Regions from separate parts of the Danio rerio genome. Here region 1 is linked to region 2. Evidence: chromatin contacts called from public HiCAR-type data. All regions are on one chromosome and are shown on one strand. Each heading gives the region's core, a stretch centred on a gene start, on an enhancer-like site or on the middle of the called end of the contact. The rest is flanking DNA. Distances are from core to core; before and after follow the strand shown.

Region 1 (4,892 bases), core at 1,540-4,039, 110 kb after region 2:
CCATATGATTCGTTCAGCGATTCATTTGTTCCCAAACCCCTCCTTAGTGTAATGCTAATCTGCGCTGATTGGTCACATGATCCAGTGTGTTGTGATTGGTCAACTGCATTAAGCATGAGACAGATAGAAATGCTCACCATGGCTGATCAATCATTTTGAAGAAGGCAGAGTGTATGTGTGATTTTTCCTGCCAAACAATTTTTCCCAGAAGTCTTCCGTATTTCTGATCCATCTCCCGCCACCCTCCCGTTTTGTTATTTCTTCCTTTTTCTTTCTACAGTGTTCGTGGACAGGGCCGGGGGTAGGGTTGTAACGGTATGAATTTTTCACGGTATGATAATCATCGGTTTCGCGGTATACGGTATGTTACAAATGTTACAAAATAATAGAACAGTGAAGCAAATTTGACTTTTTCCAAATAATATATTTTTAGTTACTATAAACAACACCACTTACAATGAACAAATAAAAATAAGAAAATAATAAATAATGTGTCAAAGTCCAAATAAAGTCCAAATAAACATGGTGCAAATCCTCAGTAAAAAATAGATATAAATAGTTACTATACTATAAATAGTTACATAACGAAACTAGATTCAATATGGAACATCCTTAGGTTTTATGTGCCAGCATGGATATGGTTGTCTGTGGATATGGATATGGATATGGTTGTCTGCAATGCAGACAAACAGCTGCATCTTCATTTGCGTCTTTTGAAAACAGCAAGAGCAGCAGTTCGTCTTTGCTGTGTCACTGTTTTGTCATGTTTCTGTGCTGCTGTGCATGCAAAAGTACTTAGTATGAGAATTATTTCATGCAAAACTTTTTTTTTTGCGTTTTATTCAGCCGCGCATAAATGTATTCCTATCTCTCATTCCGTGTTGTTCAAAAAGCTTGGTCCACAAACAAAAGCGAAACCTATGCTTATTGGTTGTGATATAGCGAGTTTGAACCAATCTGGGCATGGAGGAGGGACAATGCATCAATGTATCATGTCTGATTTGTCCGGAGACACAGTGACGAGCGTTTCTTTGTCAAATCAGCGTTGTCAAATGTTGATGACGTAACCGCACTGATGCCGGAGCCTCTGAAAGTCCGCGAATGTTATGTGATACAGCACTTGAAAGCTGAGATTCTCTTCTTTATGCCAATCTTTGAATTGTATGAATCGGATCAGCGGATCAAAAGTTATTAAACATTTAAGAGCAATACTTATTTTTAGCCGCGGGCGGCTGTCTCGGTCTTTAAGGGTTAAAACCGTTGATATGCAATTGTTCATGGTATGATAATCGTGCACGTTCAAATCGTGGGAAACCGTCATACCGGTATATTGTTACAACCCTAGCCGGGGGTTTAAATTTTCCTGGGTCTGCGCGTACAACAAATGGGTGGGGCTTGAGTTCTGTATCGACGTCACGACGACATGGCTAAAGACTCGTTACAGCAGCGATTCATTTGAACCCCTATGAGTCAACTCTTTTATAGATGAATCAATAGTTTTTAACACGGCGCACTTTCAGATTTAAGCCTTAGCTGGATATTTCACTTCTTCTATTAGAGCTTTGTTACACACTGCATGGAAGGTAATTTTCAAATAATAACACATTAACACATAATAGGGACTCTTTAAAATCTTTATTATTATATCTTTCTTTTTTACTATTTGTTTTATTTTGATGTGTTTTTGTTTATTATTGTTTGATGGTTTATTATTTTAATCCTGCTTTTTGTCTTCTCACCCATCTGAAACATCTTCATCAGCACATCACCCATTTAATAATATAAACAGCTAAAAAACTTTAATAATATATAAAATAAAATTTTTAATCAAATATTATTATTATATATTATATTATTTTCATTCCATAGTTAAAGAATAGATACACTTTGAAATACTTGTGCTGATTCTGTAGAGAATCTGACACTGAAGTATTACATCCCAAGCAACCCTGCACCTTGTTTTGCATGTTTTGTTTTTGCTGTTGTTGTAGCACAAAGCTTTTTGTTTTGTTCTTAAGTTTGTCTCTTGTTCTTTATCTAACCTGCATGTCTTCCCCACCATCACCCCCTATCCTTTGTCATCTTTTTTGTTCCCCCCCTGCACGTTTATTGGCTCCAGATGCCGTCAAACAACAGCATCCGTAAGCAGATTGAGACCCTGCAGGTGAGTTTCCATGGTTCCATGGTTACAGTCCCGCCCCTGAGAGGTCATGTGACTGACCTGTATTCCACATGGGTTTCCTGAGACTGCTGGCTCTTTTGTCCTGTCCATAGAGGAAACGTTTAGTAATTTATGGAGATGTGGACTTTATCATATCAGTGATCACTGTCTTAGGCTTGTTTTATCAGAGTCGGCATCAGTTTTGGACAAAACGCACTCACTGGCATTCAAAGCAAAATGAAAACATACGTATTTATTTTATGCCAAGGTTAATATTGTAACCTAAACTTTAATATTAGGGCAAAACGGCAATCGAATTGGATTGTGCTTATTGAAATAATTAGGAAAATCATCAAATATTTACTTTTTTATGGCCTTGATACTGTTGTAGAGGTTGGAGGAGTTTGCATTTGGAGTGCATTTGCAGTGGTTTGTTTAACATTTAATTTACCTAGATAAATATTTTAAATGTTCCCCATTAGGCGAGAGAGGAGGAAAAAATCCAGATAATTGCATACAGACTTGGCATCTCTTGCTAAAAAACACTAGAGATCCTCAATTATAGTGACACTGTCCTTATGCTGCTGCAAAACATGCACTTATATCGCCCCCTGTAGTCAGTGTAGATCATTACACCCTGCTTATTCTCTTCTGCAGTCTGATTAGCTGTGCGTGTGTGAGAGAGACAATTGCTTAGTCAGTGACTCGATTTGGACGCGCCATGATGTGTTAATCGCAGATTCATTAGCAGAGTTTTTATGAATCCCTCTTTCATCATCCATTGCTTCTGCTGAACAGCCGATTTATGAGTCATCTCTCTGTGCATCAATGCAGTTAAAGCAGAAATTACGGCACTTATTGGCCTATAAATGGAGTCCGTTGCGTCATATTCCTCATTAACTCATCGTAAGCAGCAAGAACTATTGATCTCCAGTCATGATGAAGCAGCAGCTGTTTATGAATGAAGGTGGCAAAGGGTTCATTTGTTATTGCTTGTTTGGGATAGAGTTTTTGCTGGCTACATCACTAGGGCTACTTGACGTCACTGGTTTTGAGTCTATAGCTCATGTCATGACTTCTTGTTGTCTTAGAGTTTTATTTCTTCACTTTTTCTAGAACAAAGACCCCAAAATGTCTCGTGTAGCACTGGAGTCTCTGTACAGGCTGCTTTGGGTTTACATCATCAGGATCAAGTGTGAGAGTAACACAACTACACAGAGGTAAGACGCAACCCTACAGAAAACCTAAATGCTCATACACTAAGAATAGAGGAAAACACTTAACTACGAACATGCCATTATTTGAGAGAGACAGCTCTTGTTTGTATGCAGGTAATATTTCATATTATCTCTTTTTTTCCTTTACAGTCGGCTCCTCAGTATTGTAACAGCACTTTTCCCGAAGGGCTCTCGCAGTGTGGTGCCCAGGGACACACCTCTTAACATCTTTGTTAAGATCATTCAGTTTATCGCTCAGGTAAAAGTCCATTCAGAATATATTATAGGTTCAGTTTCAGCCCTTTATTATGTTTCGATGTGCCTTTTCCTTCCTTTGTGTGTATCGACTTTGTTTTGGGATTTTATAAGTGACATTTTGTGGTGTTTTATTTCCTTTATAAAGGAAAGGCTTGACTTTGCCATGAAAGAGATCATCTATGACCTGCTGTGTGTGGGCAAGTCTCACAAGACCTTCACCATAAATCCAGAGGTGTGTAAAGACATACACTATGCAATTTTTTTATTAGGATTTTACAAAATCATTATTAAATGTTATTATAAAATTGTAGAAATTTACCAAATAAGTATAACTTTTTAAACTATACCTTTTTTTTTTAAAACAATTCATGGCTGTTTAAAATAGTTCCATTCTAATGTCGTTCACATCCGATGTGGCTGAAGCGTCAAACGCGAGTAATTTACATGTTAAGTCAATGCAAAGACTTGAATAGACATCCTGCGGCACGAAACCCTGCCCATGACTCATATCCGTTTTTATTGTAAAGTGAATTTGATGCGTGAATTAATTAAATTTATTACATGAATGAAGCGAATTTCATACACGAATTAAGCGAATTTGACGTGCGAATAAAGTAAATTTGATGCACTGGAGGAATCAAAGCGAATTTGATTCGTGGTTAAAACAAATTTGACGCATAAATCGAAATCGAATTTGAAGCAAACTTGCTGCACGAATGAAGCGAATTTGACACTCGAATGAGAAACGAAGCTAGAGTCGGCGGGCAGACAGAAGCCCTGCCCATGACGCAAATCTGTGTCTTTTGTGAAGTGAATTTGACGCACAAATGAAGCCCTGCCCATGACGCAAATCTGTGTCTTTTGTGAAGTGAATTTGACGCACAAATGAAGCCCTGCCCATGACGCAAATCTGTGTCTTTTGTGAAGTGAATTTGACGCACAAATGAAGCGAATTTGATGCGCGAATTAATCAAATTTGATGCTTGAATGAAGCTAATTGAATTTTACGCGCAAATTTAATTTTACACGTGAATAAAGCAAATTTCTTTTTACTCACAAATAAAGCGAGTTTGACACTCAAATGAAGCCAATTGAATTTTACGCGTGAATGAAGCGAATTTGATGCACAAATGAAGCAAATTGAATTTGACGTGCGAATAAAGCGAATTTGACATGTGAATGGAAATCGAATTTGAAGATAAAGGCACACGTGAATAAATCAAGTCAACTCAAAATGTTGACGCGTCTATTAACAC
Region 2 (5,303 bases), core at 1,139-3,638:
ATCCTGTCATTGGTTAAACATGCCCTGATTTTTCCAGTCCTGTATACATTTTTTGGATTTCTCATTGAGATCACAGGACCCTCGAGTGAGTGATCCCTAGATTTGTTTGGTGCTTACATTCTTTCTTTCTGTTAAGCAAAACGATAAAGTTTATACAAAAGTGGACTGTCCATGGGTTGCATTTCTGAAAACCATCCTTAGCCAACTAAGGTCGCAAGTTCCGTCGTTACAACCATAGTTCCTTGATTTGGTGTGTTCCAAATCCAGAGTTCCAACAAACATTCGCAAACTTGCACTTTTCCAACTACACATCTCGAGCTGTAGTTAGAAGCATAGTTCCTGCCTATGTGTGATTCCCAGTTAACCTATCCTATCCCCTATTCATTTAGAACATTCTAACATTTAAACTTAGAATGATTTAAAAAAACATTAAAAGGCATCACTCTTAGCTGCAATTTGCTTTTAAACTATTTTAACAGTTCAGATTTAGCGATCATCATATTGACAATTACGTTCCCTTCGCAGTGCACTTTGAAAACATTTATGCCAACGCAGCTGTGGCTCATCGAAAAAAAGGTGAGAAAGCTAAAGGTGAGTTATTATTTAAAAGTGGAATTTATGTTACGTCTCTAAAGCTTGTGAAAAAAATATATAGCATACGTTAATGCTTTAATTTATAGAAGGTTATTTATTAGGAAATGTATCTGTACAGTATATGACATTGGCCTGTTGGTTAGAACATTTCTGCAGTTTTTTGAATGCATCATTGTAAAAGTAGACGTTTACAATAAATAAATAAACAATTTCCTACTTAATAATAATAATAGGATTGGAAATTTTGTATTGTTCTTTTACCAAACGATGCATACTTTGTTCTTTAGTATTTTACCCTTTTTAATGTTGAGGGGTTTGCCTTATGTTTTAATTGCTATGTATGTGATGTAGATTTTATTTTTAGTATTGATTGTGTGCAGCACTTTGGGCAACGTTGTGTTGTAAAAATGTGCTATATAAATAAATAAACTAATAAACTAATAATAACTGGTACTGTGATAGTTTAGCCAGAGAACCCCAGAGAATAAACAATGACAATTTTCCAGTTTGGGGTGAACTACCCCTTAAATTTCCCTGAATTAACAATAACCTTTATAGTAATTATTAATAACAGGGTGAAATGTTTTTTTTACTTTATTATTATTTTAAGAGAGACTAAATATACTTTCCAAAAGGTATATCTAACAATATACATTTTCGAACACTTTAAGCGCATTAAAAAAAAAAAAGAAAGAAAAAAAAAAAGAAGCATATCTCAGAATTTTTAGAAATACAATATTCTCTATATAGGCGGCTGCACTATGGCACAGTGGATATCACTGTCGCCTCACAGCAAGAAGGTCGCTGGGTCAGCTGGCATTTCTGTGTGGATTTTGCATGTTTGTGTGTGTTTGTGTGGGTTTCCTCCAGATGCTCCAGTTTCCCCCAGTCCAAAGACATGTGGTATAGGTAAATTGGATAAGCTAAACTGTGTGTAGTGCATGTGTGTGAATGAGAGTGTATAGATGTTTCCTAGTGATGGGTTGCAGCTGGACGGTATCTATCCACTGCAAAAAACATGTGCTGGATAAGTTGGCCATTCATTCAGCTATGGCGACCACAGATTAATAAAGGGACTAAGCCGACAAGAAAATTAACAAATTTATATTTATATAATCATATTCTCTATATGGAAACTTCCAAGGTTTTCCTTTGTTTTAAATCTTCACTGATAATTCCAGGTTTTCCATGACAATAGGAACGAGAAACAGACGTAAAAACCTGAAATATAGGACTTGAACATACCTTTTGCTACCAGTACCTGAGTGATTCCGACTGCTATTGCAGAAAATGGTAAAGCTGAAGACAATGAGAAAGCACAAACACATAATCAGAAACGCTCATCTGTATCTAGCAAAGGCTAAAACGTAATGCAGAAAATCAACATTTAATGACTGGATAGCATTACTCACATCTGTACCAGAAGCTTTCTGAGTTGCACTCCCTGAAGACACGCTTCTCTTCTTCAGTGGGAATATAAGCAGAATTAAAAGCACCCTGAGGAGGCAAAATTATGAGTAATTAAAGAACACCTATTGATGATTAAGTGACACACTCTGCTTTTTGGAGTACTTCTGCGTGAGACAGAGCAGTTTAGTTCTAGTTTACAAACACTGCCAGGTGAATTTACTGCCTAACGTTACCTTACTGGACCCATGCTGGACTTGGGCAGCCGGAGTGAATCCAGACGATGCTTGCGACATGACCAATCCTAGATGCAATTACAAAAACAACGTTTTTGCAGTAGCCATGGGATTACGCGGATTACCAGTCAACAAGTTCAACGACACATTTTATGACATGACCTCCAGTCGACTCTTATTAGGAAAACAGACCAACCCGGAAGTGCAGGCGTTAGGCCGGAAGTACAGATTAAAAGTCTCTTTCGATTTATTGTTTTGCCTTGTGAGCTTTTGTTTACTGTATAAACAGTTATGTAATGAGGAATGCTTTACTGTAAATTCGACTTCGATTAAAAACTAATTTTAATTCCCCGGATTCTTAATTTAATAAATTATTTAAATATACATTTTTAGTTTCTTTACATGTATAAGTAAATTTGTATGTGAACTGTTTTCATACGACACGTAGACTTGTAATAACATTTGTAATACACATCTAATAATAACGTGCGATTTTAAAATAACAATATTCATAACATTTTATGTGATTTCATGTTTATTTATTTAAGGGGCAAAAAGCGTCCAAACACGTGAAAATGTGTAAGACTAAAACTAATAACCCATTTACAGCAATAAATAATGGTTATGCTCATCTTAGACAATATAAATACTTTAGTCTGAACAGAGAAACTACATTTAACTTAATAGAATCATAACTGACACTAAAGTGTCAGTATAAGTACGTTATTAATCGCTTTCATTTGTATGTCAATAGCATTTAATTACTTCTATCGACCGACTTTACAGAGAATAACTAATCTCATAAACAACGAACAGTAAACGGGTCTGAACTAAAAAAAGATTGATTTTATCAGGTCTATGCTGCTTACGAACGCGTATGACAAACCGAGGGAGTCTTGTCCTTCAACCTATCCAGCAGTAGTGTGCGTTGATTGACGTCCCAATCCGCCAATACAACGGTCCGTTTGTTAAGCGTGTGAATGCGAGGGGCGGGGCTTGGATCCGCAATCTTGACACAGCAACTCCCCTATCAGAACAGCGGATTGTCAAAGCCGTTAGCCAGCGCTGCTCCAATCTGATGGACAGGGAGGTGGGCACGTTGTCATTCGTCGAGTTTTTAGGTGTTTTGCGAAAAAAGACCGAGAAGATCAGCTTCAAGATCGAACACTAGAGGTCAACGGATGTAAAATGTTGTTTTTGTAAAGCTGGAGTTGGTCTCGCCATCTTTTGGAGAGAAGAGACATCGGGTTTTCAGCGCTAGCGTGAGCAGGCTAACTGACGAGGAAAAGCGCAGCTGCTCTAAAAAAGGTAAGAAAGGCCGAATTCTGTTTGACTAACCTCAAATATCCGACGTCTAACGTTGGGCAGGGAGAGTAAACTTATTGTTTAACTCTCATCGGTTGTCGTATCACATGCACTTCCCCTCGCAGGATATTATCAGTTGGTAGACAAGTTATGTTATGTTGACCTGCATTTGAAGCGAAGATGAGTACAGTCAGTGGTTGTGTCACGAAACATAGTTAGCAGTCTACTTAGACAGCCTTTCTAGACACCATTAGTGCCATTCGTGAGTTAAATAGGCCACACGAAACAATAGTTTAAATGCACAAACCATAGTGTAAGTTTTTGCGAGCCAAAACTGCATTTAACCTGTCAGAAAATAGAGAGAAGCCGTGTTTTTGCAAGCATGTGACGTTATGAAAACTCTTTAGAATAGAGTTATAGTTACATGTTTAGTGGAGGAATAAGTTATATAGTAAAGATCTGCGGTTTTAGTTACAGGATGTAACTAGGCTGGGTTTTAAAGCCACCAAGTCGTGTTCATTAACAACTCTCCTCTTGTTTGAAACCACCAGATTATCAATCTGTTAGTTTACTTTCTCTTTTATTTCCTTAAGAGATAATGTAAACAAATGCAGTAAAACCAGAGCAGCCGTTAGTGTTGAGTTATTAATCTGCAGACATGGCTTTGTTTCATTTTAGACAAACTTATCTTGTCCATCTAATAAAATCTGTCAGATGAAAGGCTCACTGATGTTAATTGGTGTCCTATGCAAACATGTGCATGAGTCATAAATTATGTTAACAACTCGAGAGTCTCAGCATTTGGTGAGAGAGGGCTGCCTATTCAGCAGGGAGCAGAGAAGAGTTCACACTCCTGATCTTGAAGTGTAAACTCTTCCTGCTTACCGCTTTGAGTGTCAAGACAGTAGTGTTTCTCTTGTGAACAGTAGTGGTGTTCAGGGGGGAAGACTGCTGCATGGGATTGTTTTAGCATAGGTGTTACATTCTTGAAATTTTTGCTTTTAAATTTAGTATATATATTTTAAATGCAGTGCATGCAATAACACAAGTAAACAATATCTGAAAGACTTGTGTAAATGTAATTTTAAGTGAAGAATCAGAAACAAATCAATAAGAAGTATTGAGTGATAGTTTTTCTTTTTATTTCTTGTCAGTATTGTGTAAAAGCTGGCCTGCTGTAAAATCTTATGATAATAGATTAAACAGTTTTGTTTCCATACTGTGGAATCGGTTTCAAGGTTTACTGTGGTTTGGAAAAATCAAGGTTTTAAAACCTCTAAAATTTTCTGTTATACCATTCCTAAGGTATATGTAAGATTTTTTTGAATGTGTTTTTTAAATGTGTTGAAAAAAATAAGTGTTTTTGAAACTAATGAAGACAGCAGAAGTCAATCATTAATTTAAATTATTTAGCCTGACATGTTTGCTGCTCCTAAATAAAAAAACTAAAATGATTTTTGTTCAATGGGATAAAAGTTTTTTATTATTTTTTTACCCAAATGTTAAAAAAGAATACGAGCAATTCCAGCGTTATGCATGTGACATTTGCAGTAAAAACTCAAAACATAAATTCGCATAGAAAGTGTGTTAACATTATATTGAAACTTTTGTTTATATTTTCCAGAACAACTGATCACAGAGTTATGAGACAGTTATATCAGTCTGTCAACATGTTTTGTACTTTATATGAAGGAAATAAACATGAGTTATGGATGTGACAAAAAAAGGTGATAATCAAAAGGATATGAGTTGGCTCTCTAT

What was found. HiCAR-type assays count read pairs that join an accessible place to other places.
Region 1: a contact with region 2 is called in a HiCAR-type map of caudal fin, with 4 times the contacts expected there. The contact joins the enhancer-like site here to the promoter of ociad1 in region 2. A contact is called at or near these places in 10 of 18 Hi-C or Micro-C datasets (caudal fin, embryo, gastrula embryo and 3 more) and 4 of 4 datasets of contacts at active chromatin or transcription factors (caudal fin, embryo, gastrula embryo and 1 more).

Annotation. Positions count from the first base shown.
Region 1 is chr20:25,958,647-25,963,538 of GRCz12tu, forward strand. It overlaps fryl (furry homolog, like), which reads left to right. Exons shown (of 60, transcript NM_001159667.1): 12 at 3,278-3,381; 13 at 3,529-3,637; 14 at 3,782-3,868. Among named protein-coding and RNA genes, the nearest start is that of fryl, 44 kb to the left of the region's middle. Within about 2 kb of position 2,790, at least 2 of the 62 cell types and tissues checked have an H3K27ac peak or open chromatin away from gene starts, as enhancers often do. A contact at or near this core is called in caudal fin, where this site is marked.
Region 2 is chr20:25,851,977-25,857,279 of GRCz12tu, forward strand. ociad1 (OCIA domain containing 1) reads right to left here and starts at 2,389. Exons shown (of 8, transcript NM_200302.2): 1 at 2,238-2,389; 2 at 2,007-2,091; 3 at 1,840-1,893. The coding sequence starts at 2,297. It also overlaps a transcript of fryl not described here.